Regions from separate parts of the Mus musculus genome. Here all the other regions are linked to region 5. A link is a contact called in public capture Hi-C and promoter capture Hi-C data. All regions are on one chromosome and are shown on one strand. Each heading gives the region's core, a stretch centred on a gene start, on an enhancer-like site or on the middle of the called end of the contact. The rest is flanking DNA. Distances are from core to core; before and after follow the strand shown. Region 1 holds the start of Mis18a (MIS18 kinetochore protein A). Region 2 holds the start of Scaf4 (SR-related CTD-associated factor 4). Region 3 has its middle 19 kb from the start of Gm30695. Region 4 holds the start of Cbr1 (carbonyl reductase 1). Region 5 holds the start of Atp5o (ATP synthase, H+ transporting, mitochondrial F1 complex, O subunit). Region 6 overlaps Setd4 (SET domain containing 4). Region 7 holds the start of 1700029J03Rik (RIKEN cDNA 1700029J03 gene).

The links. Promoter capture Hi-C pulls out the DNA fragments that hold promoters and counts their contacts. Capture Hi-C pulls out chosen DNA fragments and counts their contacts.
Region 1: a promoter capture Hi-C map of pre-B cells shows a contact between it and region 5, with 5 times the contacts expected there. The contact joins the promoter of Mis18a here to the promoter of Atp5o in region 5. A contact is called at or near these places in 2 of 39 promoter capture datasets (liver and pre-B cells) and 2 of 9 other capture datasets (adipose tissue and liver).
Region 2: a contact with region 5 is called in a promoter capture Hi-C map of pre-B cells, with 4 times the contacts expected there. The contact joins the promoter of Scaf4 here to the promoter of Atp5o in region 5. A contact is called at or near these places in 2 of 39 promoter capture datasets (neutrophils and pre-B cells) and 1 of 484 Hi-C or Micro-C datasets (B cells).
Region 3: a contact with region 5 is called in a promoter capture Hi-C map of pre-B cells, with 6 times the contacts expected there. The contact joins the enhancer-like site here to the promoter of Atp5o in region 5. A contact is called at or near these places in 6 of 39 promoter capture datasets (the 3T3-L1 cell line, 3T3-L1-derived adipocytes, cranial neural crest and 3 more), 1 of 15 datasets of contacts at CTCF or cohesin (large pre-B cells), 5 of 484 Hi-C or Micro-C datasets (the G1E-ER4 cell line, cerebral cortex, cortical neurons and 1 more) and 5 of 115 datasets of contacts at active chromatin or transcription factors (T-cell acute lymphoblastic leukemia, acute myeloid leukemia, astrocytes and 2 more).
Region 4: a promoter capture Hi-C map of hippocampal neurons shows a contact between it and region 5, with 26 times the contacts expected there. The contact joins the promoter of Cbr1 here to the promoter of Atp5o in region 5. A contact is called at or near these places in 11 of 39 promoter capture datasets (the 3T3-L1 cell line, the C10 cell line, HPC-7-derived erythroid cells and 8 more), 1 of 484 Hi-C or Micro-C datasets (macrophages), 8 of 115 datasets of contacts at active chromatin or transcription factors (astrocytes, embryonic forebrain, embryonic hindbrain and 5 more) and 2 of 9 other capture datasets (liver and pancreatic islet).
Region 6: a promoter capture Hi-C map of liver shows a contact between it and region 5, with 5 times the contacts expected there. The contact joins the enhancer-like site here to the promoter of Atp5o in region 5. A contact is called at or near these places in 12 of 39 promoter capture datasets (the 3T3-L1 cell line, 3T3-L1-derived adipocytes, the C10 cell line and 7 more), 3 of 484 Hi-C or Micro-C datasets (cortical neurons and pro-B cells) and 4 of 115 datasets of contacts at active chromatin or transcription factors (embryonic forebrain, embryonic midbrain, large pre-B cells and 1 more).
Region 7: a contact with region 5 is called in a capture Hi-C map of embryonic stem cells, with 3 times the contacts expected there. The contact joins the promoter of 1700029J03Rik here to the promoter of Atp5o in region 5. A contact is called at or near these places in 2 of 39 promoter capture datasets (hippocampal neurons and liver), 1 of 115 datasets of contacts at active chromatin or transcription factors (embryonic forebrain) and 2 of 9 other capture datasets (embryonic stem cells and liver).

The regions. Positions count from the first base shown.
Region 1 is chr16:90,725,607-90,728,688 of GRCm38.p6, reverse strand. It overlaps Mis18a (MIS18 kinetochore protein A), which reads left to right and starts at 1,318. Exons shown (of 5, transcript NM_025642.1): 1 at 1,318-1,663; 2 at 2,330-2,396. The coding sequence starts at 1,417. Gm17518 (a long non-coding RNA gene) reads right to left here and starts at 1,269. Exons shown (of 2, transcript XR_876238.3): 1 at 1,018-1,269; 2 at 1-369.
Region 2 is chr16:90,283,180-90,286,223 of GRCm38.p6, reverse strand. Scaf4 (SR-related CTD-associated factor 4) reads left to right here and starts at 1,721. Exons shown (of 20, transcript NM_178923.4): 1 at 1,721-2,221. The coding sequence starts at 2,192.
Region 3 is chr16:93,548,446-93,551,357 of GRCm38.p6, reverse strand. No RefSeq gene overlaps it. Among named protein-coding and RNA genes, the nearest start is that of Gm30695, 19 kb to the right of the region's middle. Within about 2 kb of position 1,422, at least 10 of the 459 cell types and tissues checked have an H3K27ac peak or open chromatin away from gene starts, as enhancers often do.
Region 4 is chr16:93,606,475-93,609,456 of GRCm38.p6, reverse strand. Cbr1 (carbonyl reductase 1) reads right to left here and starts at 1,620. Exons shown (of 3, transcript NM_007620.2): 1 at 1,203-1,620; 2 at 561-668. The coding sequence starts at 1,491.
Region 5 is chr16:91,930,082-91,933,210 of GRCm38.p6, reverse strand. It overlaps Atp5o (ATP synthase, H+ transporting, mitochondrial F1 complex, O subunit), which reads left to right and starts at 1,581. Exons shown (of 7, transcript NM_138597.2): 1 at 1,581-1,691; 2 at 2,807-2,857. The coding sequence starts at 1,656.
Region 6 is chr16:93,587,116-93,590,286 of GRCm38.p6, reverse strand. Setd4 (SET domain containing 4) reads left to right here. Exons shown (of 12, transcript NM_145482.3): 8 at 202-376; 9 at 2,387-2,468. Among named protein-coding and RNA genes, the nearest start is that of Setd4, 15 kb to the left of the region's middle. Within about 2 kb of position 1,791, at least 21 of the 459 cell types and tissues checked have an H3K27ac peak or open chromatin away from gene starts, as enhancers often do. A contact at or near this core is called in liver, where this site is marked.
Region 7 is chr16:93,457,119-93,460,445 of GRCm38.p6, reverse strand. It overlaps 1700029J03Rik (RIKEN cDNA 1700029J03 gene), which reads left to right and starts at 1,574. Exons shown (of 3, transcript NR_040494.1): 1 at 1,574-1,753.

The DNA.
Region 1 (3,082 bases), core at 69-2,568, 1.2 Mb after region 5:
TTAAATACTTTAATGTGTACAAACAGATTCCCCAGCTTATAACCAAAATGCTAAGAGTATGGCCAGGTAGCATCAGGGTCTACAGCAGGGTCCCACTGCTTTGCTGTAATCTGCCTATTGGTGTACCTTCCAGTGTATTTGCAAAGTCTGTTGGTTTATGGTATTCTTTGCTCCGTTCCGTCTTGGCACACCTCAAGCAGGACCACAGGATTCCTGGCGGTTAAAGGTCGATACGCCTCAGGGACTTGTTGAAATAGGTTCCAAAAGGAGTCATTTCTTTGCCTCTGGGCTGGGCTGTTATCCTAGCATGTGGGAGGCTGAAGCAGGAGGATCACTGTGGGTGAGCTACATAATGAATTCCTGGGCAGCCTGGACAAAAAAAAAAAAAAAAAGATTCAAAAAACAGAAAGTCAAAATCATATTCAGAGAAGGCAAAATAGCCTTTCTAGTTTCCAGCCTGGTACCACCTCGGTCAGGTCAACGACTTAGGATTTGAAACTTTTTGCTAGTGGCCAGAGATACGAAAATAGGTGGTAAGTGTGATGTAGTTTAGTGAAGCGAACTGGGTAGTGTGACTGGGGGGGGGGGGGGGGGGGAGGGGGATATGGTGGTCTTTGCGTGTTGTTTCTTACTGATGCATCCAGGCTGTTCGTGGTGGCGCGCCTTCCCTCTAGCCTGTGGTCTTTGAAATCAAAAGCTGACTTTCTTTAGACTGACCGTCCTTCCCGCCCTGGAGTAGGGTGAACCATACTCTGACCCAGACACACGCCCACTCTGTAGCCACAGCGATGCTGTCCCCTCCAGCTTCTCATATTTTTTCCTTGCAGTGCTAGTCTCAGTAACGCTGGGTCCTTGAGGCAGGGGGCGTCTTTGGCTCGCCACAGACCCCTGTTTTTTTCTAGATGTAGGAAAGCGGGTCTCCGGGAGCAGACGGGCTAGAATCAGAGATGTGACTTGCAGTACACCGCTTGGAATTCCTGGGTCCACTTTCGGCTCCGTGAAGATGGGTCTGCTTACCCAGCACGGGCATGCCCGCTAACAGTGTGGAGGAACTAGGTGAGCTGCTACTCATTTAATTCGAAGCCTTCAACTTTCTCAGCAGCGGCGGAAGGAGCTGAAATGCCCGCAGATAGCACCCCAGCACCCCAGTTCACCAGCTTTCGCTCAGGAAGACCGCAGGACGCAAGCGCAGTGAGCGCGGCTCGCGCGCCGGTCAGATGGCGAGCATGCGCCTTCGATGCAGTCGGGCCCTTCTTCAGGTCCCACCCCTTCGGGCGGTGCCCCGCCTCTTGCACCTTGCGCATGCGCAGAGGTATTATTCCCGTGAGGTTCCGGGGCGCGGCAAATTCGTATGTCATGGCTGCTTCCTGGTCTCTGGGATGTTCCTTGACCGCTTGTGGTTAAAACCGCCTGGCTATGTCGAGCGAGTCCCCCCTGCTGGAGAAGCGTCTGTCGGAAGACTCGAGCCGCTACCTGCGGCTGCAGAAGTGGGCAAACATGTCGAGCGCAGACGCGTTAGGGCTAGAGAAGGAACGGCCTGAGGAGAAGGCGGCCGCGGCGGAGAACCCGCTGGTGTTCCTTTGTGCCCGCTGTCGCCGGCCACTGGGCGACTCGCTCACCTGGGTGGCCAGCCAGGAGGACACCAACTGCATCCTGTTGCGCAGTCAGTTCGGGCCGCCCTCCTGCGTCGGGGTTTCCTGGGGCTGCGGGGGCTGGGGTGGGGACGAGAGCTGTCCCAGCAAACCGCAGGAGAGGCGTCCCTGTGGGTGGCTCACGAGTGACAAGTTTTTTCCTGGGTCTTCCATGCCCCCCAAGGGCAGCGGTTGAGCGTCATCCTGACGTTTTAGGAAGGTGCTTCCTTCAGGGGAGTGTTTTCACATCTGACGGACTCTGTCAGCTGCTTTGGGGACTTAGCTTAGTGTCCTTGGGCAGTCTGTTCAACTGCTTGTGCCTCAAGTTTCTCGTCTCCAAAACGAGGGATAATGATGGGATAACGGGGACGATTAAATAAGTGTATGGTATATGGCCACAGAGTAGGCGATGTCTTTACTGGGTGAGTCCCAATGCTCTTCGCTGGGTCATTTTGTTTATCTCTTAACCCCACTGGTTTTCAGAAAAGGATGTGAAGTAATCCTTGTTCCACCTCTTCTCCCAGAAGGCCCCCATCCCTTTAGTGCTGAACCACGGGAGTACCCCACTTCCCACCAGTCTTTGGGCTCTTTTTTTCCCCTAGTCCTCTAAAATACAAGTTAAAGTTGAGTTAAAAGTTCCTGTCTGCAGGTGTGTAACAACAAACCACACTAACAAAGTGTTGCGACTCTCTTTCCAGGCGTCTCCTGTAACGTCTCTGTGGATAAGGAACCGAAACTGTCCAAGTGCAGAGATGAAGACGGTTGGTAAGTAAGATATTTATGTGAATATGTGAGAGAAAATTTTATTTTATTTATTTATTTTTGGTTTTTCGAGACAGGGTTTCTCTGTATAGCCCTGCCTGTCCTGGAACTCACTTTGTAGACCAGGCTGGCCTCGAACTCAGAAATCAGCCTGCCTCTGCCTCCCGAGTGCTGGGATTAAAGGCGTGCGCCACCACGCCCGGCTGAAAACTTTAATTTTAAGGAAAAATCTTCTACCGACCGTTCTGTGAGATTGCTTGAGATATAACTTTTCATGGTAATTGAATGCATTGAAAAGAAGAAAGGATCCATTATTTGATGGTGATAGCCCCTTAAGATCGGAAAGTGGGAGTTTCTAAGATTCTGAAAGTGTATTTAACACTGATTTTTAGGGCTCTGAGTTTGGTGCCAAAGAAAATGGAAAGTAAAGCAGAAAATATCTATCTTAAAATCTCCAAGTTGAAAGTGTCCTATTCCTGTCCCAGTGCTGCCTGTCTCTTCCTTGTACTGGCAGACAGAAAATACTAATACAGAGCCCACACCCACAGCTGACTGGGCTACGCAGACAGGCCATCTGTGGCTGTAAGTCACTAGTCCCAGGTTCCATGTGCTGGGGCCGAGGGGACAGATAACTTGTCACGGCTGACTACTAACTAGTGTTGGCAAGTGCTGTCCTCAGCAGACTGAGT
Region 2 (3,044 bases), core at 472-2,971, 1.6 Mb after region 5:
GACTGTCTTATTACTTCTCTGTGTGGATGATATATTCAGGGTCCTCTCTATGGTTACTTTGAACTTTACTATTAATTCTTTTTTTTTTTTTTAAGATTTATTTATTTATTTATTATATGTAAGTACACTGTAGCTGTCCTCAGACACTCCAGAAGAGGGAGTCAGATCTCGTTATGGATGGTTGTGAGCCACCATGTGGTTGCTGGGATTTGAACTCCTGACCTTCGGAAGAGCAGTCGGGTGCTCTTACCCACTGAGCCATCTCACCAGCCCTACTATTAATTCTTGTTAACCACAGCTATCCTATGGAGAGGCATTTCCTGATCCTTACCCTGTCGGAGTTGAACCCACAGCCTTGGTTAGGGCTGAGATTTTTCTTTTTCTTTTTTTTTTCCGAGACAGGGTTTCTCTGTATAGCCCTGGCTGGTCTCGAACTCAGAAATCCACCTGCCTCTGCCTCCCCAGTACTGGGATTAAAGGCGTGTGCCACCATGCTGGGCCAAACACCTTGTTCTTAAACACCTCTGCTCCTTGTCTGTCTGACTTTTCAGCTCCTGTTAGCTGTGCAGTATTGAATCCCAGGTATCTACCTCCTCTCAGCCATTTTCCTGGACTTTACCCATATCGCAAAAGCCCTCAGTTAACTATCCCAGGGACAGCTCAGATGGCTAGAGCCCGAAAAGATAACCGTCTAGCCAGATAAACTTGGGCATGGTGGTTAACTGAACTAGGCTGACTTAAATGAGGACACTGTTCATAGGCATTGACAAAGATTAGCCATTACGCCCTCAAACTCATTCCTTCCTTAAATTATTACCAAGTTGACGCAAACCCAGCACTCATGTCCTTCAAGAAGCAGTGTGCATCTTCCCTCCGGAACACCATTCTGTCTTTCCTCCAGTGCCTGATACCTTCAGCCTCATCATCTCCAGGGCCCGAAGCCATGCTGTTCCTGGCCCCACTTTCTTCCGCATGCATACTTTGCAGGATGTCAACCTGCATGATGCCCCCTTAAGAACAAAATCCTAACTCTGCTAGGATCTGGTCTCGGTAGGGCCAGTTGCTTTCCCTAAGTACCAGCCGGTTGTCCTCCAAGGAGAGGTGATAGCACAGCGCGCAAGGTCCAGAGGGCCCCTCCTTTCTCGAATTCTTTTAGGATGCTCGCCCTTTTCTACGGGAAGTAGTCCCCAACTTCCAGTACGAGTCAGGCCTTCTAGCTTTTATACTCATGCTCCACAAAAGTGAGGTTTCTACAGAAAAACTTTCATTTTTCACACACCCAACAGACAGCGGTCGCAGCGCGCGGCAGGCGGTGAGAACTCAAGTGAATCAGAACACACTTCTGCCGAGAGCGACCCAACGGGGTTTGGGGAGATTAGCGTTAGGGGTTCAGGAGCCCAGTCCTCGGAAGTTGCTCAGGGCGTCCACCAGGTCCGCACGCAAGTCGAAGCAGGGGACTTGGAGACTGCAGACGCTCACCCTCCGCGCTTTGTTTGTCGCAGCAGCAGGGCGCAGTCCTGCCCGGACACAATGCACCCCGGGAGCCGTCGTCCGGATCCTGAGCCCAGAAGACGGGAACTCTCCGCAGCCGCAACCGGCGGGAAAGCGCGCGACAACGCGCGGTCACACGCTAGCGGCTCGGCGCCGGTGGGGCGCGGAGGGGCGGGGCGTGGGCGGAGCCAAGCACGAGCGGGGCGGAGCCGGGCTCAGGAAGCGCTTGGAGGCCCGAGCTGTCCCAGGGTGCTTCGCGCGGCGTGCACTCGGGTCGCTGCCGCCATCCTGCTGGCGAAAGAGAGGAGAGAGACAGAGAGGCCCGCCCGCTCGCCGGCCGGGCCAGTGTGGGCCAGTGCGTGAGGGAGGGCGCGGGGGGCCGTGTCAGCGCGACGCAGAGCGCAGCCGCCGCCGCCAAACGGACATGTTGGAGCCCCGCGCTGCCGCCGCCTCCCATCCCTCCTCCGGCGCACGGGACTGAGCAGGGGCCCGCCGCCTCTGCCTGCGCTCGACCGGCCCAGCCTCGCCGCCTCGGCCGCAGCCCCTTCCTGCTCGGCCTCCGCCGCTCGTCGCCTCCCGTCCTCCTCCCCCTCCACGCCCAAGGGCCCTGCCGGCACCCGGCCCTACTCAGCCGCCGCTCCAGGTCTAGGTGACCGGCGGGCCCGGAGCAGCCGCAGCCGCCGCCGCAACGCGCGCGAACATGGACGCCGTCAACGCCTTCAACCAGGAGGTGAGGAGTGCTTGGGGTTAGGGCTGGTGCGGGCCACGCCGGGGCCGCTTCTCTCGCTGCCCGAGGGCTTTCGAGCACCGAGTCCGGGCGGGGACGCTTCCTGCCCCGGTTCCGGGGCAGCGGGCCTGGAGCCGGGGAGAGGTCGCGGCCACCGCCGGGGGCTGACCCCGCGCCCCTCCCCCGCCAGTGCCCCTTCGCCCCCTTCCGGCCTGTGCCGACTCCCGCTTCTTCAACGTGGCCCTTATGCTGCTCCCGGCCCCGTTATCGGCTTTACGGGGCCGGGATCCCGCCAGGGGCTGCAACGGAGCGCTCGGCCGACTCAGGGGCGGGAGTTCCCGCGAGTCCCGGGGCCGGCGTAGCAGCCGCCTGGGTTCTCCTGTTGCTCAGGCCGCGGCGCTGCGCGGCGGCCGCTGGACTCTGATCCCGGTTGGCGGAGACTTAGAGAGGGTGTCTGCCCTCCCACCTCCTGGATTGACACGCTCACAAATGAACATAGAGCGGTAGTTCCCTTGGCCTTTCTATCTAGAACGTGCCCTTTCTGTACATCGTGACACCTAAAAAGTTGAATGGGAGAGCAAAGTGTACGCCCCATTTAGTCCGCTAGTAAGGCTGCTTGGGTCTCCACCTGCTCACCCTCGCACCGCCCTCTCGGGGTACTTAATCCTCAGCTCCCTTCCTCAGGGACATTTACATGTGAAAACCTCCCCAAACCGGGAACAAAGCTGCCTGCCGCCTTAAAGCTCTCTAGTTGTATCTCTGATCGTTCCATGTGCTGCTTAGGGGCATAAAGTCCATACTATCTTATTTATCTGAATGGATGTGG
Region 3 (2,912 bases), core at 173-2,672, 1.6 Mb before region 5:
AATGGATTCCTCCTTTTGAACACAAAGTGAACATGATGTAGTAAAACTGGGATCCCGTCCCTAAAAGCGGGACTTAGAGCAAGCGATACATTTTACGGTGCAGGATAAGTTTTGAGTCACTCCCTCCCTATTTCCCATGTCAGGGAAGAACAGACTCTGTGTTCAGAAGGCTTAGCGCTTCCCTTGCTTGCATGGCAGAGTCAGGACGCATTTTATTTTCAAGAGCATATAGAGGCAGGGAACAGGAATGGGGTGATGGTATCCCTTAGGTCCTGCCCGGAGACTGGGGAGTGGCTGTGAGTTCTTGTATGAGGCATGGGAGCTGCTCTGTAGAGGAATCCTCAGACATGGTAGGAACTTGTCTGGCAGAGCCTCATGGGATGTGTGTGAGCTGGCGTGTTAGCATAGAAGCTGGAGTGTGTGAGTAGAAGTGTTTAGGAGCTGGGGTACTGTGAGAGTTGGGGTATCAGGCACAGGTGAAGTTGTATGTGAGCATGTTGAGGGGTGAGAGTTGGGTGGTGTGAACATCGGAGGTTGGAGAGCTGTGGGGTCCACACGAATTGGGGTGTATGTTATGAGTGTTAGGGTGTATGTGAGTTTTGGTGTGTGCTGTGTGTGAGTGCTTGGGTATTTTGATGGGGTCTGAGTGTTGCGGGTGTGTGCGAGGTGTACTCTTTGATGGATTGTAATTTCAGTTTTACAAAACAGAAAGAGCCCTGGATATGTAGTTGTGCTAATGGTTGTACGATGGTGGGATGTACTCAACACTACTGAAGGGCACACTGAAAATGGTTAGATAGCTTGTCACAAAGATCCACTTAAATATTTTTATTATTTTTAAATAGTTGTAGGTGTGTGTCTGCTTGTGAGTGCCTATGACCGCAGGTGCCTGTGGCCAGAGGCCTCAGATCCATGGGAGCTGGAGCTGTAGGTAGGTTGTGAGCCACCGGAGCTGGGTGCTGGGAAGGCAGCAAGTGCTCCGAAATGTAGAGCCGCCTTCCCAGTCTCAAGGTACACATTTGTCATCTCGCCTCTCAAAAGGCTGAAGCAGGAGGACCGGGAGTTCAAGGCTGACCTAGGCTAGGTAAGCCAGACCTTAGACTCTTAACACAAGAGCAAGAGAAACAGGTTAGGATGTAAATGCCCCAACCCCTGTAAAACAAAACCTCTCAAGAACCAAAGGGCAGGCTGAGTTGAATGTCAGGCTCTTTTCTCTGGGGCTGCAGACTCAGTTTGCCTTTCTGTGTTTTAGGAGTTGCAGTGGAACCTGGCTTTGCATAGCGGCTTCCTGAGGCAGCGAGGCCACCTGACTTTATTCCCAATGAAGAGATGCAGAGATAGGAAAGCATCAGGCAGAGTCCTGACTCACACCCATGGCCCTGGCTTGTCCCACCCACTGTGTCCCCTAAGGCCAAAGTTGGCATTGCAGAAATCCCCTCTGCCTCTGTCTCTCCCCACCTCTCCGTCTGCCCCTCCCCCATTTCTCTGTGTATAGTGAGCGCTTTCGGAAGTATGAGCACTGGTAATTTCCGTTTTAGCAATGGAGATATGCCTGTTTTCCTTCTCTATGGCTGAAGTTTGAGGGAGCAAGGAGATGCCTGCGCTGAGCTTGCTCCAGTGGACTTGCCTCCAGCTGCTGTGGGACCCAGTTCTGACACCCGCCCATCTCCATCTGGGACTCAGGTCACATCCACAGCCACTTCAAGGTGAACTGCTTGCTTTAAAGTCCTTTGATATTTTGACTAAATCCTACGCCCCATTTGAGGCACTGGCCCATTCAAGTGCCAGCTGGGCCCTTTGTTTATGATTGGCTCACGTTTCCGAGCGAATTTCTTTCTGGAGACAGTGTTCTATGAGTCACCTTTGAAATGAGAACTTATCAGCTTAGGGTCAGGCTAAGTGTGGCCGTCTGAGGGGCCTGTTTCTGTAGTCTGGGTCTGTGTTAAACATGGAGGCGTGTCCTCGCACTCGCTCAGTCCCGGAACTCTGTGGTCTTTCTCCAAAAGGACAACATCTCTCACCTGCTTCTTTTATCTCTGTCCAGCTGCCGACCTGACTGTCTTACTGTTACCCAACTACTGGCTGGGAGTGTAAGTCTGAGTTTGATTGGAAAATGCTCTGCCAACACACACATCTTTCTGCTAAGAAAACAAAAACAAAAAACAAAACAACAACAACAAAAAAACCCAAACCAAACCAAACTAAACCAAACCAAACCAAACTAAAACAAGCAATGGAGACAGGATGGGATGTCTCTCTCTGTGTGTCTCCTGTGTCTTCCCCACCCCACCCCCCAGCTGCCCAATGACCAGACAGAGTCTGGCCGTGTCATATTTAAGACAAACAACGTGAATTCTCTCTCCTTCCCTCTCTTGCACACTCGTGTTTAGAAGGCAGTGAAAGCTGGTTTCTACTTCTTTTCTTCCTGGCAGTTGGGTGTATTGGGCGCGGCCCCTCGGGTTGTTCCCCCTGAATTTCTGCCCCTCATTTGTCTTTACAGTACTCACTGAAAGTGCCAAGTGTGGAGTTGTGGGAATCTGAGGGCTCCTCTTCTTAAACATTTCTTTAAGATTTTCTTTCTCTGTGGGGAATGGTATCAGCAAGCAGGATGCAGAGCACAGGGTCGGATGGACCAGGGTAGGAGGAGCACACACCCCATACCATCATGTTCCACGGTCCCGACTCAACTCCACCTCCTGGTGCAGAGCCTCTTCTTGCTCCACAGTGGTGTCTGCCATCCACTCAGACTCTCAAGAAGCTGAATAGTTGCTCGCTTGTTTGTTTGAAAATCTGAATCTGGTTGTTTAACTCCAACCAGTCAGTCCTGTCAGACATTCTCTGGGGGTGGGGATAGTTTAGAGGGATGAGAAATTATCCCAGTGTTATAACACGAAGATATTTTCTGTTGATTA
Region 4 (2,982 bases), core at 371-2,870, 1.7 Mb before region 5:
ATGAGAAATGTAATGTGATAGTTTGTTTTTCCAGAAAGGTTTCTCATGTTGATGGAGCACTAACATGAGCTCGGAATAAGGAAGGGTGAGATTATAGAGTCTTGTGAGCCCTGCTAAAGGCCTGATTTTCTTCCTGAAGGATTTTAGGAGGGGCTGAGTGCTGTAGAGAGGCAAAGAAGTCCTGCTCCAGAAAGGTGGTTTCCTCAGAGGGTTTGTAGGGTTCATCTTGACAGCTGAGAGCTGCTGTGGAGCTGGGCTGAGGGATGTAGTTGGGTACAATCTTAGCACTTGTGGGGACAGGCCATTGTGGCCAGTGGGATGTCAGTATGTATGCAAAATATTTCAGACATAATTGGAGTCCTAAAGCCCCTAATGGGTGAGGAGGTGGAAGAAGTGGATGCTGGAATCTTATCTGAAGATTAAGAAGAGCTGCGTATGCAAAGAGAAAGTCAATGGCCACAAAAGAATTGAGATCAAAGGTCTGAGCAGTGCCTCACAGTGGCAGAGAGGCTGTGCAGTAGGGAGAGGAGCTGAGCCCGGAAGTCACCTGGCAGACTCACCTTGGGGTTTTATTAGAGGGAGCAGCTCCTTGCAGACATCTCGGGTACCAAAAAAGTTCGTTTTCATTGTCACCTCTGCTTGAATGTGGAAGGGGGTGTCGTCATTGACTTTCGGGGGGGGGGGGGGGAGAAGAGAACCGAGTTAGCGGAGTGGAAATGTAAAGACCTAAGTAAGCTAGAGCTTTAGAGATCCACTTGCAAGTACAGTCTTGTTTACATACAGCTCTGCATCACTGTCCATCTGACAATTTTCTATTGTGCTTGAAAGACACCACCACCACTGGGGGTGGCTAGGTGAAGTTTGTATATATCAGGATCTTAAGGAAACACCGTTTCCCTCTGTCTCTTTCTCTCTCCTCAATCTCTTGCTTATTTCAGTATCAGATATAGTTCCACTTAAGTATCGCCAAGTCCAATTCAATTACTCAACAACTGGGTGAGGGAAACCTAGAAATGATGGCGAACATTGAGGCTCTGCTTTCCTGCAGCCCCTACTACCCTGTCCTGTTTCTCCCAGGGGATCTGTTTCAGAGTCCTACAGCATAGTGCTCCTGGTCCTAGTAATGATCCCAGAGAGGCACAGCCCACCTTGCCACCAGGCTCTGGGGAAGCCACCTTCCATCTCCACACCCAATGGCTTACCCTTGAAGGCGATGCCTGCGTTGTTGACCAGCACGTCCAGGCCTCCGTATTCCTTGAGCAGAAAGTCGCGCAGTGCGCGAATGCTCTGCGGGTTGTCGATGTCCAGCTGGTGGAAGCGTGGGCTCAGGCCCTCCGCCTGCAGCTTTTGCACTGCCGTTTGGCCCCGCTCCTCGTCCCGCGCCGCGAGCACCACGTCCCCGGAGAATTTCCGACACAGGTCACGAGTGATCGCGAATCCGATTCCTTTGTTAGCACCGGTCACCAGCGCCACGGGTCTGCTGGAAGACATGGCTGCGTGAGAAGGGAGGCCGTCGGAGACCAAGGAACTTGGCGCAAACTCTGCCTCTCGAGGCTGCTGGAGAGTGGTTCAAGACCGGTTCACTGGCGGACTGAAATTGGCGTCGACAATGTCGCACCTAGCACGCATGCGCAGTTTAAGCCCCCTCCCTACGGGGGGCGTGGCTGGTGGGGGGTGTGTTTGTTGTTTAGTGTGGATTTTAAAGTTGCCTCTTGTCAAATTGCTGTGTATTTAGGAAATGGCTCACCTTACCTGAACTCCGTTTTTTTTTTTTTGTTTTTTGTTTTTTTTTTAAATAAAAGTTTACCATGCAACGAAAGGTGTCAGGTTGTCTGTTATCTCAGATTATGCATTATGCAGTTGGGGGTTACATACCAGCCAGGAAAAAAACCGGCCAGGTCAAATGACTGACATCTCAGGCTTTTTCCTGAAGGCGTGTTGAAGCCAGCTGCCAGGCAAGACTGCAGGAGAAGGCGAGAGAGAGAGAGAGAGAGAGAGAGAGAGAGAGAGAGGGAGGGAGGGAGGGAGGGAGGGAGGGAGGGAGGGAGGGAGGGAGGGAGGGAGGGAGGGAGGGAGGGAGAGAGAGAGAGAGAGAGAGAGAGAGAGAGAGAGAGAGAGAGAGAGAGAGAGAGAGAGAGAGAGAGAAACACAGCTTTGCACCTGGAAATCATGCATTCAGCTTGCCCACGGGTCTAGGTCTTCCTCATTACTTGTATGAATTTTTCACTGTTTTCCCCAACTTGCAAATTGGACCTCTGTACGTTTTCTTTCTGGTGTTTAAAAAAAATAACATAAAGCTGCCACTTAAGTTGTAGGAACTTGAATTGTAGGACAAACTGGGAGATTATGATGAGGAATCGCAATTTGTGTTGAATTCACCTCTTAGGACACCAAAGCAAAGCTATTGGGGTAATCTTTGGGCAGGAAACATTCCTTACTAGCCTGTGGTATCCCTTTAGATACTTCTAATTGCTTTGTCTTACCTGGATGTTTGTATTGAGTGTACAGATGTGTACAGGGCCTTCAGGGGATGCTGCTCTTCTGTGCACCACAATGCACCCTTTTAGTCCCTTTTTAAGATGACATGATGCCATATGCTCGCAAAATGACATTTGGTTCAGTCGTGGGAAACAGATTTCGTCACTGGTTCCTAACACCCTGGCTATAGGGATCTCCAGGTCAAGTTTCGTTTCCTCTCCATTCAGTAGGTTGCTATTAGAAACAAGTGGCCATTTAGATTAAAATAAGACATTTTAGTTATACTGACCCCACAGGAAGACCTCTCTGTGTGTATGAAGGTCATTGTATTAGGAATACAGTAAAATAAAGGAGACAGGTATAAGATTTCCATTTCAAAATATTCTACTGCCTCATATACATTGCTTGTAAATTGCCGTTCAAAGTAAGCTCCTAGTCAATTGCTTAAGAAACCTGAATAATCCAAAAAAAAAAATGCTGCCCAGGGTGGGATGGCTCAGCAAG
Region 5 (3,129 bases), core at 332-2,831:
AATCAAGAAAATGGTCCCCAGACTTGCCTACAGGCCAACTGGGAGAGGCAGTTTCTCAGCTGAGGTTTCTGTCTAACTCTCAGAGGTATCTCTAGTATGTGTCAAGTTGAAAAACTAACCAGTACAGCCTGTGAAGGCAAACAGGTTGATTTTTTTTTTGATACCTTGTTGAGACTTGGGATATAAAACAGCTGTCTACACATGAGCAGTTCCATAAGATGTGATCAGTGCTGAATACGCTTTTCATTAGGCTTACGTAAAAGCATTTTGCAGCAGTGGAGTGAAGTATCCACACACAGCTAGTGAGAGTGTAAGCCGAAGAGAAGCAGCTCTGCCTCATGTGCCCATGTGCTCATGCTCACTTGTCAAGCTGCTCGATCAACTTTTAAATTCTACTTTTGAAATTATGAAAAAGTATATCTAAAGATACTCAGATGTGTATTAAAGTAATATATTAAAGTAATATAAACCACGTGAGTTATGTTGAAAAGTCATAGAATGGTTAAGTTATAGAATCAAAGTAGGTTATTCTGCAGCTATGGACATGTTTATTAAAGTGCCATAATTTAGAAATTTGCTTATACAAAATGTATTTCTGAGGTTGGAGAGACAGCTCAGCGGTTGGGCACTGGCTGCTCCTGCAGAGGACCTGTGCTCAGTTTCAGTACCCCCTGGCACCTCACAACTGCCTCTAACTCCAGCTCCAAGAGACTAGATGTCCTTTTCTGGACTCTAAGGCAACAGGCACACATGGTACACGTGAATATATGCAGGAAAACACTCAAACACATAAAACAATTTCTAAAAGAATGTATTTGCAACCCATATAATTCTGTATCCATCTTCCCTCATATTAAAAAGTAAATTATATATAGATAAATTATATATAGATTTTGAGTCTGTGGGTATAAAAAGCACAAACACGGGCTGGCAAGATGACTCAGCAGTTAAGAGCACTAACTGCTCTTCCGAAGGTCCTGAGTTCAAATCCCAGCAACCACATGGTGGCTCACAACCACCGATAATGAGATCTGACGCCCTCTTCTGGTGTATCTGAAGACAGCTACGGTGTACTTATGTATAATATAATAATAAATCTTTGGGCTGGAGCGAGCAGAGATCCAAAAACAAAAATTAAATCCCCAACAACCACATGAAGGCTCACAACCATCTGTACAGCTACAGTATACTCATATACATGAAGTAAATAAAGAAATCTAAAAAAAGAAAAAAAGAAAAAGCACAAACACACCTGTCAACTGTCCTATGTAATCAAAATATGGCCAGAAGAGCCAAGAAGTGCGCCCGGGTAGGTTCACTTTTGGTTTTTGTTTTAAGTAAAGCCTGAAGCATTGCCACAGAAGCACACTTGGCAGGTTCAAGACGAGTCAACGATGTTGACGATGCATGTGCAAAGAGTTTAAATCTAAACCTAATTTCAGACTTAATTTTCTGGTTCCGGTTCACGAGTCCAGCCGGACCGCGGCAGGTACGGACTACAACTCCCAGCATGCAAGAGGTTCTTACCCACACTCCCGGGCTCCTGACGCGTACATTTCCCAGAAAGCCGAGCGATCACGCTGGCGCGCGCGCGTGCGCTCTGGCGCCAGTAGTCTCTTTTCATTTGGGTTTGACCTACAGCCGCCCGGGAAAAGATGGCCGCGCCTGCAGCGTCCGGACTGTCTCGACAGGTAGAAGCTGGCGGGAGGCTCCCTCCCAGGGTTGCGGGTCCCCGGCTCCCATCGCCGCGTGTGAGGCCGTGGCTGAGGGGTCAGGCAGCCCGCCCAGGGTCGTGGGGCCCGGCGACTGCAGGCAGCGTGGGGCGGATCCGCGTTTCGTCCCCGTGGGGAGTGGGCACGGATTTCTCTGTCTTGACCTTGACATCCAGGACTCACTGCATAGCGGAGCAGCTGGCAAGGGCATGGGAGAGAGCACTGGGGAGAGTACATGCCTGTCCTTGCTGGTAAACCTAAGGGCTGCCTGCTGCTTAGGATTTTGAGTGTTGGAAAAGCGCATCCCCTGTGTTTATAAAGAAGGGGGGAAGGGCTAAACGTCTCCCCTTTGGCTGGCAGCTGGTGAGTGATGGCGAGCTTGCAACAGGCCAAGTCCAGCAGAACCTGGAATTGGGTGGAAAAAAATACGTGCCTGGGTCATCTGCCATGATAATTTTGTATCGACAGCCGTCATGGTTTTCATCTGCACCATACAGAATTATTACTAAGGCGTTAGAAAGTTTTTTAACCCTCATAGCCAGTTCCAATCGAGTACATTCTAGTCTAGAGAGAGTAGTATATGACTGTGACCTGTGCCCTCGCAAAACGCTTTTTAAACTGGATTCCAGGCTGCTCCAGTGACAGACACAGTGCCTGAAGCCTGGTGCTGTATCAAGAGATCTTTGGTCTTAGATAGCATTTCAGTTCCTAAGCAAGTAGGTTTCCTTGAATTAAGACTGGACTCATTTCATGTTCATTAAAGTTTTTCTCAAAGGTGATGTAATATAAATCCTCCGCTTTCATAAAGCATTCTTCCCAAATGTGATAAAGCTCTTAATTATTTTGAAAAATTCCACTTTGGGAAGTTAGCAGCTTTTCTCTCTCAGCTATCCAGGGAGGAAGGTGTTGGGAAGGCAGTTTCTGGAGGGATTTGGGGTGATTCTCAATAGGGAGTGTATAACAAAGAGCAGCTCCCACTCATATAACCTGTGTGATGATAGAAAGGAATTGCGCAAGTATTTGATTAGATTATTTTAACACATTGCTAAGCTAATGCAGAAACCCTGTCTGATCTGTTTTCTTTTGTTCTAAAGGTTCGGAGCTTCAGTACATCTGTGGTCAGGCCCTTTGCCAAGCTTGTAAGGGTATGTCAGCTTACTTATTTGTGTGTGTGTGTTTGGAAAACAATGAAAGAGTGAGTTGAACAGAAATACGTTGAAGTGTGTAATTAATAACCTTGGTCTGCAAGGGTGGCAGTTCCCAGATGAGTGCCTGGGTGCAGGGGATGCTGTTGGGCGCCTGTCACACAGGGTGGGCTCAACCCTAGACTTTAATGTTCTAAAAATAACTTGTTTGGGCCCAGCAAGAGCTCAGCAGGTAAGGGCTGGATGGCAGGCCTGAGGGTGTGAGTTCAATC
Region 6 (3,171 bases), core at 542-3,041, 1.7 Mb before region 5:
AGTCCATGACTGGAGTTCCTCCCTCACCTGGGTAAGGGCGAGATGGAGGAGGGAACAGGCTGAAGTGCAGGAGTCGGATTCTCTGTCCGTGGGAGTCTCCCTGCTGAGCGTGTCACACTGCCTCGTACTGAAATTACCATGGTGGCTTGATGAGCCTTTAGGCCTGCGCTAACAAGAGGACTCTCATACCTTCTCCTGTAGGTAAAAGCGGCGTTTAACGAGAAAACCAGGTGCTATGAGATTAGAACAGCCTCGCGCTGTAGGAAGCACCAGGAGGTGTTCATCTGCTACGGCCCCCATGATAACCAGAGGCTGCTCCTGGAGTATGGCTTTGTCTCCGTCCGCAATCCTCACGCCTGCGTTCCTGTCTCGGCAGGTTGGACTGGCTGATAGTGGTTATTTCCCGTTCTAATGGAAAGAGCTGTCCTAGGCAACATTCAGTTTCTCAGGCAGAGCCTGCCTGCGCTTCCTGAGTGGAATTTCTTTGTTGAAGTAAAATCAGCACAACTGATTGATACTGATTGATCGGTTCATCCGGGTCATGAACCAGGACGGTGGAGTGGGAAGAGAGCTGCTTAGCGGATGAGTGTGAGTGTCACGGCTGGGAGGAAGCAGGCATCTTTGTTCTGAGGCGTCATTGTTGCTGCAGAGGGAGTAAGCCTGTCGTGAGTGGAAACTTACTCAGCACTCAGGTAGAAGAAGCAGCTAAGCCCTGAGCAAGCCGCCAGAGGCTTCAGTGCCCGGCTTATGTTCATCTGTGTAGGCTGGGACGAGTATAGTATAGTAACTCTCAGGAGACACTGTCTGCCTTCGTAAGGCAGAATATCAAGTATGCTTCCTAGAGACACAAGAGCCAGAGCTGGGGCAGCGAGATGGGACGGGCCAGTGGGTGGAGGAGGGGCTTGCCGTAAAGCTTGGTGACCCGAGTTCAGGCCTCAGGACGTCCAGGGTGGAAGGAGAGAACTGGCTCCGGTAATTTGCCCTCTGCCCTTCCGTATGTATGTGGTACACTGACAACACATGATAAATGCATGCAGGGATTTCTCTGTAAAGAAAAGTGTGAGTGGGGACTTGTCCAGTGAGTTAGGAAGCCGGCTGGCTTTGAGATTGGCCTGTTCTGAGTCCTTGTAGTTGTCTTGTGGTGGCTCTGACTGTAAGCAGTTCATGTGTGTCTTAGTCAGGGTTTCTATTCCTGCACAAAACGTCATGACCAAGAAAAGAAGCAAGTTGGGGAGGAAAGGGTTTATTCAGCTTACACTTTCCACATTGCTGTTCATCACTAAAGGAAGTCAGGACTGGAACTCAAGCAGGTCAGGAAGCAGGAGCTGATGCAGAGGCCATGGAGGGATGTTCTTTACTGGCTTGCTCAGCTTACTCTCTTTTTTTTTTTAAAGATTTATTTATTTATTATTATATGTAAGTACACCGTAGCTGTCTTCAGATGCACCAGAAGAGGGCGTCAGACCTCATCACGGGTGGTTGTGAGCCACCATGTGGTTGCTGGGAATTGAACTCAGGACCTTCGGAAGAGCAGTCAGTGCTCTTACCCACTGAGCCACCTCTCCAGCCCCCAGCTTACTCTCTTATAGAACCCAAGACTACCAGCCCAGAGATGGCACCACCCACAAGGGGCCTTTCCCCCTTGATCACTAATTGAGAAAATGCCTTACAGTTGGATCTCATGGAGGCATTTCCTCAGCTGGAGCTCCTTTCTCTGTGATAACTCCAGCTGTGTCAAGTTGACACAAAACTCGCCAGTACACCGTGTAAACACATGGAACAAGCATTATGTTTAACATGGAGTAGGGCCCAGGGGTTGGCTCAGTGGCCTGCCTGGTCTGGCATGTGCAGGCCCTCTCTGAAGGAAAAGGAAAGCTTGCTTCTGTCAGAGTTACACCCCCAAATCCTTGCTTTTCTTTCTTTTTAAAACACAGAATGGAAGTCTTCTATCACCTCAAAAAACAAAAGAGCCATTGCTTTCTCTCTCCTTCAGAAACGTCCGCCAGGCTTCACAGTTTAGGCTGAGGCTGTGGTCACGGCTGCGGGGACTGCTTTGAATCAGGTGTAACGCAGTATTGCCGTCCTGGGCGTGTGCTGAGGCAGCCTGTTCCTAGCTGGCCCCCAGCAGGGCTAACCCTCTGGCGGCTTCCTCTTAGGCTGTTGATGTGCTTAGGGGCAGCCTGAGCCTCGCGTCTGTGCTTCTGTCCTCCGCCTTGGAAAGCTCACAGCTCTTCAGGGAGCCGGGATCTCAGCGAGCTGTCCTAAAGAGGACACTTGGTGTGAACTGGCAGACACTCTGGTTATCGTGGGCGGCTGATGGGAGGGAGAGGGGCATGTGCTTTATCTGAATCACATCCTAAGTCTGATGGTCTCCTCTCTAATGCAGACATGCTGGTTAAGTTCCTCCCTGCAGCAGATAAGCAGCTCCACAGGAAGATAACCATTTTGAAGGATCATGGCTTTACAGGGTAAGGCTTTTCTGTCTGGAAATTATCCCTTCAGGGAGTTCCCATGGGAATACTCCTGGCTCTGGTTTCTGTAAGTGTGACCCTCCTGTCTCTGTGTTGGCTGTCAGGTGGGTGTTTATTAAGCTCTTAGACTGTAGCAAGTTGGGCTTGTTGTCCTAGGCACTCAAGGGGTGAGAGTCAAGCTTGAAACAGTCCTGTCCGTGACCCAGGCCCGGGTCAGGTGGGGTGGAGCTGCGCTGTCACAGGCCATGCTGGTCCCTAGCAGAACATCAGGGACGGTGACCTACACCGGATCCCCAGCTCTTTCACGTCTTCTTTTCTGGATAAAATCAGGTTTTTTGGGTACACAGCGACAGTGGCTGTTTGCTCTCCGGGATGACCAGGGTCTCTGTGTTCATCTCACTGTAAACGTGTGATGTAGTTACCAGGCCGCTTGCTGTGGTCCCGTGACCAAGTTCAGTGTCTGGCTGAAATTGATTGGAAATGGCTTTTAGCCTTGTCTTAGTTAGGGTTACTAGTGCTGTGATAAAACACCATGACCAAAAGCAAGTCTGGGAGGAAAGGGTTCATTTGGCTCACACTTCCACATCACAGGAACTCAAGCACGGCAGAAGCCTGGAGGCAGGAGCTGATGCAGAGGCCATGGAGGGGTGCTGCTGCACTGCTGGTTTTGTGTGTCAACTTGACACAGCTGGAGTTATCA
Region 7 (3,327 bases), core at 325-2,824, 1.5 Mb before region 5:
TGGCTTCTGAACTTCACACAGCGGAAGGGTAGATTTTTATTACATTGTAGCAATTTGTTCATCAGAAGCCCTGATAAGGGTCTTGGAGACCTCCAGGAGTTTTAATTTTGTTTGCAAGAGGCTCAGCAACTTGCCCAGGCACACACAGCAGAGGCACAGTGGCCCTCAGGGGCAGATGTTCCATCCTGGATGCTGACTTAGGGCTTCTGTTCACTCACGGCTGTTTGTAGAGCATCTCATATGTACCGAGCACAGAGACAGATGCTGGCCAGACCTCAGGGTAAGCAAGGCACATCTGACTTGTCATTCTGGGGCTTTTACAGTCCGAAAATGTTAAGAAAGACTGCTATGTGATAACATCGGAGTATAGGTCACAGTACTGGGGACAGTGTGTGTGTGGCTGGAGGGTTCAGAAAGTCTCCTCAGGGTGATGGAGCTTCAGTATGCAGAGACGGTGGAGAGCAGAGAGCTTGTGTGCAGTGGTGGGTAGAAGGCCAGGTTTTTATCTCCAGGTCAGGCAACGTCTTCAACAAGGATGCTAAGTCTCTTCAAGGACCATAGAACAAGATGAATCCCACCAACTGCCTGCCGCTTCTAACTTTTTTTCTAGATAACATCTTTAATCAGAGAGCCACTCCTGCTCTTCAGCTCTTCAGCCAAGCACCTCAGAGGAAGCTGAGCCCATGTGGAGTCCCCAGGGGTGGTCGAGTGATAATGTCACTTGTGCCATATGTACCCCCTTGGCAGAATGACGGATATGCAAACTAATTCCAGCTCATAGAGTGTAAGGGGAGGGCCCGAGGAGCGGCTCACTGGGTGAGAGGCCAGCATGAGAACTTGACTCCTGATCCCTGATATTTGTACAAAAACTCCAGTGTTTTCAGGCCCAGCACTGGGGGCAGAGACGGGCCAATGCAGAGAGTGTGGAACAAACCAGCCTGCTCAAAGCAGCAGATTCTGATTCAGAGAGATGCTGTCTCAGGGCAGCAAGGTAGAGAGGGAAATTACCGAATGCCTCCCCTCCCCCAACACTCACATCCTGTAAGAGGATTTCTGGCGGAGGCAGAGATCTGGATGCTCCTCCCTTCAGGCTGGAGAGGCAGAGAGGAAAACTCACGTTTCTAGAAATGTAGCGTCTGCCACAGTGACAGACATTTCGCTACCACCCACAACAGTGACAGACATCTCGCTACCACCCAGCAGCTGAAGCTCTCCCAAGGGACAGGGTTCTTGCTGGCCTGCTGGCCGCGTGGTACCACTGCCCAACTGTTGTGTTAGAAGGTGGCTTGTATCTGGACAGATCACACCACAGCAGCACAGCTCTATGAGAAGAGATTTACTGGGGAAAGAGGGGGTGAGGAGGAGGAATGAGGGGAACAAAGAAGGGGAGAGGGGTCTGGGGCCCTGCCTTTTATTCAGGCCGGGATGTAACCATGAATATCAGGTGCGCAGGTGAAGTGCGCAGGTGAGGCGCACATTGGGGGGGGGGGGGGGGAATGATGTGTGGCGGTTGCCATGGCAACAGACGCATGAGCGTCCCTGTTGCCTAGGGGTGACCTCATCGCTGGATTCCGAGGCGACCAGTTTCTGATGTCAACACCATTGCTTACCTTTGAGGTCTCTTTAATGTATTGTTATTTTGGCCAGTGGGAATCACTGCTGCTGGCGAAAGCATGGGGCTTCCTGGAGGAGGAGACCTGGTGACCCACAGGCTGTCTGAAATGGTCTGAAAACGAGCAGAAGTTAGGCCGATGTAAGTAGAGTGTTGTAGGCAGAAAGCACAGTCCCCGTCCCCGTGTGGTCGAAGACACAGGACAGTCCTGACTCAGAGGTAGTACGGATCACAAGGAACAGAGGTGGGGGGGGGGGGCACGGGGACGGAACGCCCTTTCTGACTCTCAAGATGGGCTCATCATGTTTGGCTCACGAGGCGCTGAGGTCCTCACTGAACTCAGAGGGAGTTTGAGGGAGTTTGGGCGTCGCTCTAGAGAAGATGGATGACGGTGGAGTGCCGTGTGATGCTGGTGCACAGCCCGCTGCTACCCAGGTAACCACGGTGGCCCTTGAACTCGGTTCCCCTGGACTCTCAGGACTTACTTGGGTGCCGTTCTCTTCTCTCTCAGCTGCCCGTCTAGGCTGAGTGCCGCCCTGAGCCCTGTGTTGGCCTCAGTACTCCATCAGGTCCAGCCCCCGGTCTCCTGCTTCGGTTTGTCTTTGTCCTGTGTTGGGTGTGCTGCTTGGACTCCTTATTCTCTCAGAGCGACCAATTGAGAGGCAAAGAGCAGAATGAGCGAGCGGCTTCCAGCACACTCAGAGTGAACCAGAGGCTGAGGGCACAGCCATTGTCCCTGCCTCCCATGAGGATCTATTTGAGGGGCTGGGCCTCCCTCAATGCCTGGTTTTGATAGGCCAAGAGCCATTGTAAATATATGAAACTGTCACTGGTATAGCCGAGAGGTGGAAAGGGAAGGGCTGGCTAATGGAGAGTCAACTGTGGACATCCAATTCTCCCCTAAAGGCAGGGTTGGGAGGGTGCTGGATGCAACAATGAGGACCTGAATCTAGATTGCCAGAACCAAGGGTAAAAAAACAAAAAAATCAAAAAACAAAACAAAACAAAAAACAAACAACAACAAACGACAACAACAACAGCAAAAAAACCAAAAACCCAAAAACCCAAAAAAGCCTTGCATGTGGCACACACACACACACACACACACACACACACACACACACACACACTTGAAGGGGCTGGAGAGATGGCTCAGTGGTTAAGAGCACTGACTGCTCTTCCAGAGGTCCTGAGTTCAATTCCCAGCAACCACATGGTGGCTCACATCCATCTGTAATGGGATCTGATGCCCTCTTGTGGTGTGTCTGAAGACAGCAACAATGTTCTCACATACATAAAACAAGGAAATCTTAAAAAACAAAAGCAAAACAACAGCAGTAAAACAAACAAAAATTCCCAACTACTTTGGAGGCAGGGAGACAATAGCTCCCCAAGCTGACTTTTTTTCCCCCTTCTCAAACTGTTCAGTTTGTCTGAGGAGGGGCACAAGTGGCCGGAGGCCAACACACCAAGGAGTGCTGACCCCAGCTCCCTGCTTCTGGGAAGCCTTGGAGGAAATCCTTTGGCACCAAGCAAGCAAGCAAACACACACCCAAACAAAACAGCAGGAGAAGCCCCACACCGAAAAGTTTCCACTTGCAAACATGTTTTTGTCACGGCCAAAGGTTTAGGATTGCAACATTTTGGGCGTCTTTGGCCCTAAACTCAAGGACTCTGCAGTTTTCCCAAAGCACCTAAAATAAAGAATTCTCTTT